Regions from separate parts of the Rattus norvegicus genome. Here region 2 is linked to region 1. The links are chromatin contacts, called in public Hi-C maps. All regions are on one chromosome and are shown on one strand. Each heading gives the region's core, a stretch centred on a gene start, on an enhancer-like site or on the middle of the called end of the contact. The rest is flanking DNA. Distances are from core to core; before and after follow the strand shown.

Region 1 (2,700 bases), core at 98-2,597:
TGTGATCACTCTTTATACCAATTTCTCCACACTTGGTACTCATACTTGAATTTCTTTCTTGAATTTTGCTCTCTATTACACTCAAGCTATTGTCTATCTTATAGAGGTTTTTTTTGCCCCTCTTAGCTTTTGTTTATACTATTAACTATATTGTTTGTTCTTGTAATGAACTGCTGTTAAAAGAGAGTGAGCAAGAGAACAGACAGACAGACAGACAGATTAGTTATTTATCTCCTGCCACTCTGTCATTTTCAGCAGTTGAGCATATCAGAAAGGATTGGTAAGGAAAGATGGTCTGGCAATGCAGAAAGTGCCAAGGATTAGCAAACATACCCGATTAAAACCCTTCTCTGCCGTCAACGGTATAGATTGGCGTACATGATCTCAGCATTGGGTTGGTGCTCTCTCACAGAAAATCTTGAGAAATGGAGTGAAGCAGTGGGTTAGCAGATATGTTTATCTTTTCTTTATTTCTCTTCCGTTCCTTGTAACACATTTGAAAGCTACGGCATTGTTTTCATCATGTTACAGCAAGTTTCTGTCGCTATGATTCTCCATTGGGAGCAGAAGGGTTGAGGAGCATGCCTAGGAATGAGGTGGTATCAAAATGCTGAAAGATCTGGAATTGGAAATACAACCTGAGTTGAGATCTTTAAAATACCTTTATCTTTCCCGTAACGTCCATCTCTATTATTCTTTCCTTTAGCTTCAGGTAAAAGTACTTGTATTTATGTAGCTCAGCCCAGAAAGCCATTCATGAGCACATTCTGACTGGCTCTCCTGTTACCGAACAAGCGAGCTCTATCGCCATCTGTTGGTAAGAGCTGTGCTTTTTATTAGACATGTAGTTTGCTTTAATAACTGAATTTTTCAAGGTGAAGAGTTTTGTAATTCAGGAGAATTTAATTTCCTTTCATATTATGTATTTGGAAATAGTATAAACTAGAAGTAAAATTATAAGAATAGCATACCAGGATTTTTCACGGAAACAACCAAGAAGATAGGTAGGTACATACATACATATATACATACGTACACACACGTGTGTGTGTGTGTATCCCTTTAAAATTATGTATATATTTTACTAGAAGATTTTTTTATAGGTAAAAAAAGCTATTTTAATGCCTTTTATACACATATGTACAACATGTATGCATGTGCATACATTAAGGAGCTGGGCCATAGTTAGAGAGACTGAGAAGTCCCAAGACACATCCACAGCAAGCCGGAGACCTAGAAGAACTGGCCGTAAGTCCGCTTTGTTCCCACGCCATCGTGTTCTCTCATGGTTCCACAGCAGCACGCTTTGCCAGACATTTGAATCTACCTGGGATTCAGTTGGGTTGTTTCCATGCTTTGATTGCTAGTGTTATATAAGCATGCTCAAACAAACCCTCGCTCGGTACACAGTATTGTGAGTCAAGTGGACTTCTAAGAGCCAGTCTTGAGCACAGAATCTGACCAGAATGTATAAACTCCCAGCAAAACTACATAGCAAAACAATGTTTAGAGCACATTTATTTATAGTTAACCTATGTGCATACTTTGGTATAGTAGCGGTTAGAGTTCTTTTCTTTTCTTTTTTGAGATTATAATATAATTGTATTATTTCCCCTTCCTTTTCCTCCCTCCTATGTACTCCTTCTTATTCTTTCATATTTATGGCCTCTTTTTCCACTAATAGCTGATGTTATATATATATATATATATATATATATATATATATATATATATATAAAAATTATATAATTACATGATATTATGAATAAATTATAAACATAAACGTAGACTGCTCACTCTGTATACTTTTTAAAAGAATTCTTTTGTTATCTTAAATTACAACTTCGTGTGTGTGGGGGGGTGGTATTTATGGGCATGTGCCCACGCTGGTGGTGGGCCGGTGTGCCCCACCCTGGTGGTGGGCCGGTGTGTCAATGTTTTACCTTTAATACCATGTGCTGTGCTCCAGCTCAGGCACTAAATGGCTACAGGATAAAAGGATAAAAGAAGCTGCCTCACCCCCTCCCTTCTAATTTAATATGCTGACTTAGTTTGGAAAACCTTTCTCACACTTCTTAATGTATGCCTTAAGCATTTAGAAACAAACGTAAAGTATAAATAGACGCTTAGCTTAAACAGTCATTGAGCGAGTGAGCAAAGCTTCCTGGGAAGTGGTTGGTGTAGTTGTTCTGACGTGATACTCTGCACATGAAGTAGGTTCACCTAACATCTCCAGCGCTTTCCCCCTTTGCTTCTTGGGTGGTGTGTGAAATTGCTAACCCTGTCATTATGGTTAGCTTCAAGCAATGGGAGTCTGCCCAGAACTCGTTTTCTCACACTTTCAGGGTGTGCTCATGTCCATGTGAACTGCTACCATTGTTTGAAATTCTTGCTACTCTCAGATTTAGAGTTAAGTACAGCTTATATTTTTACCAAGGATAAGTGACATTTTAGTCCTGAACTGAGAATATATTTTATATTTTTGAATAAGCTGATGACATTTATAGATACTAAGTATTCTTAGAAAATCTGAAACACTTCACAATAGGAAGCTATTATTCAACTGGTAGCATCTGCATAAGTCTTCCAAAATCTGAGAAACTCTAAAAGTTTGAACCAGTTAGAGCTGAGCAGGTTCAGCTGACTTAGAAGGCAGCGGTCAACAGTGGAGGTCAGCAACTGCAGGGGATCATCCTTAAA
Region 2 (2,700 bases), core at 31-2,530, 160 kb before region 1:
GCTATTGGCCAGCTGGTGTTGCTGATTCCTGTGGAAATCCCTCCTTCCACTGACAGAGGATTGTGCAAAGGTGCTCACGTAGTTATGAATGCAGTGCTATGGAAGGGAAAGTCCGTGACCTTTATAATATTATGGACAGGCAAGCGAAAGAAAATTGGTTAAGCATCTAAATGCTGACCTGTTTTCGCTTTGAATAACCATCGGTACAATGTTCAGGGATTATGCAAATACATTGTATCCTTTTACAAGACTCTTTAAATGGTAACTTGCCTTAACTAGTAGCTATAATAAGGTCCAGAAACAGTTGAAAAGAACTGCTTCCACCTTTTTTTTTTTCAACATCAAGGATAAAACACCGGGCCTTGACCATGCAGAGTTTCTGTTGCCCCTTGTGTTGTAACCTAGCCCCCAGCTGCGGCTGTAACTAAAGAGAATCGGCTCCACAGGTCGGAAGGCAAGCCGGGATCTAGGAGCTTTGTAGAGATCTATTTCCCAGTTGTTATTTTTAAGTATATATGTGTCTGTGGATGGGGATCAGATCCCTAGAGCTGGGGTTACAGGTGGCTGTGAATTACCTTATGCTGGGTGCTGGGAACCAAACTGGATTCTCTGCAAGGGCAGCCCAGGCTCTCAGCTGCTGAGCCATCTCTCCAGCCCCCAGGACCCAGCATATTAACTGCAAGGAAAACATTGTCACCTTCTAATCTGCAAAAACATCAGGGAAAAAACAAAGGAAGCAGGCTGCTTGAGAACAGAGGCAGATACAGAATCCCAGAAGGTGGTATTGGAAAAAGGTGACTGGGCAGGCACTCACTGTAGGCGACCTACACCAGGAATCATGGTCCTACCATCTATACTGATGATCCGAAGTGCACTATGGAGAGACATGGGGGAAAGGCCAGACAGGATCAAGAACTCCACAGAGAGGAAGAACCATCTACGAAGGCCAGCAGAGCTCAGGAGGCTGCTCTGGCTGTAGGAGGATCGAAGGAGCCAGAAGAAGGCTGCAGGCTGCCTTGGAATTTGCGGCTCCTTGCAGGTCCCCTGGGGTTTTTTTTTTGTTTGTTTGTTTGTTTGTTTTTTGGGCTCTCTCTCTCTCTCTCTCTCTCTCTCTCTCTCTCTCTCTCTCCTTTCTCCTCCTGCTGGCTCCAGCTGCCCCTGCTCCCCATAGCAGCTCTCATTTGAGGGACAAGCCGGGGCCACTCCCTAGGAATGAATGCTCAGGTTTCAGTTCTGCCCTGACCTCAGCCTCAGCCACTCCATGGCCAATCTGATAAAGTTACCAATGCGAGCAGTGACAGATTCCTGGAAGAGAAGAGCAGAAATGACGGCCGATCCCAAAGGCCGCTGTTTAAGCCTGGGACTTACTTTTCTGGTAACAGCAACTGAAAGTTGCTTTGACTCCACACAGCTTGGGACTTTGCTGCTCCTGTTTATGGAGATTTGCAGGGCAGACTGGGACTACAGTACAAAAGCTACTCACCTTTCCATGGTTGGCTTTTGTTCTGTGACAGCCTTGCTCCGTAGCCCAGGCAGGTCTTAAACTTGAGATAGTTTTACCCCAGCCTCGTCAAAGCACTGGGAGATTACAGACGTGTGCCACTCTGCCTTGTTTTTAAATATGAAGAACATTAACTTTTCTTCGTTGCCCTTTTACATTAAAGAGGTCCGTGTCATTGTGGGTGGGACCCTTGAGCCTTAGAAAATGGCGTTACTTCAAGAGCTTCACTATGATCCTGGTGAGTATGTGTCGTGCTGGGTCCAGTTAGAGTACCTGGTTCGGAGCCCCGCGCTGAACGGTGGCCTGAGAGGGGCTGGTGGCTGGCATCGTTCGATAGACCGCCTTCACCAGAGAGGGGACCTGGGCCTCAAGTCCAAAGGCCTCATAGAAATAATAGGTCCTTGCACAGAAAGAGCAGGAGACGGGAATGGTTCCGGTGACTGTCGCAAAGAGGAATGTCTGAGCATTTGGTGTGTTTGGGCTTGGAGGGGTCACAGGACAGTGCAGGGGGAGAGAAGGATGGGAGAAGGGAAGGGTAGCCAGCTATCCCTGCTAGAGCACTCAGGCACACAGGGAACCTTTTAGACGTCCAGGCAGAGCCATCATACCACAGAGTAGGGGAAAAGGCAAAGGACCTGCTGGCCCTTCCTGGTCTTGGTTCCCCCTGTAGGGCATCGTTCCCACACAGCTCTGCCTGTGGCCTGGCCTCTCCAGGAGTTGATAGTGAAGTGAGACGAAGCCCACATGTCACCCACTCAGGTCTGCTCTATGGGGCACGTGGAAACACGCAGGTCCCGGCAGGCTTGCTTGGTTTTCTGCTGCTGGATTGCCCAAGAGTGGGTAATTAATCATTTCTGGGCACTGAGAGATCCAAGAACATGGGGCTGGCCCCTGGTGAGGGCCCTCATATTCATCATTCCAACAGGGGGAACAAGAGGGGGCAAGACTGAGAGAGGAGGGAACTGCACTGTACAGCATTCATTCATTCATTCACTCATTCACTCAGTCATTCATTCAGGAAGGCAGAACCCTTGCAACTTAAGCCAGGCACCTCTCAGCTCCATTGCACTGGAGACAGAACTGACAATACAGGAACTGTGGGGGACACACTCCAGCCACAGGAACAGCACTCATGCGGAAGTGATGGTGACAGTTGCCACGCTGGAATTGGCTCCATGCTGAACTAGGAGTTGGGAGTG

The links. A called contact is a pair of places that touch in the nucleus more often than the background predicts.
Region 2: a Hi-C map of liver shows a contact between it and region 1, with 4 times the contacts expected there. The contact joins two enhancer-like sites. A contact is called at or near these places in 12 of 12 Hi-C or Micro-C datasets (the A7r5 cell line, the Rat2 cell line, Schwann cells and 7 more) and 1 of 1 datasets of contacts at active chromatin or transcription factors (oligodendrocytes).

The regions. Positions count from the first base shown.
Region 1 is chr13:71,583,643-71,586,342 of GRCr8, reverse strand. The region is part of intron 1 of Ralgps2 (Ral GEF with PH domain and SH3 binding motif 2); the gene reads left to right. Among named protein-coding and RNA genes, the nearest start is that of Ralgps2, 22 kb to the left of the region's middle. Within about 2 kb of position 1,347, at least 2 of the 93 cell types and tissues checked have an H3K27ac peak or open chromatin away from gene starts, as enhancers often do. A contact at or near this core is called in liver, where this site is marked.
Region 2 is chr13:71,740,286-71,742,985 of GRCr8, reverse strand. No RefSeq gene overlaps it. Among named protein-coding and RNA genes, the nearest start is that of Tex35, 41 kb to the left of the region's middle. Within about 2 kb of position 1,280, at least 5 of the 93 cell types and tissues checked have an H3K27ac peak or open chromatin away from gene starts, as enhancers often do. A contact at or near this core is called in liver, where this site is marked.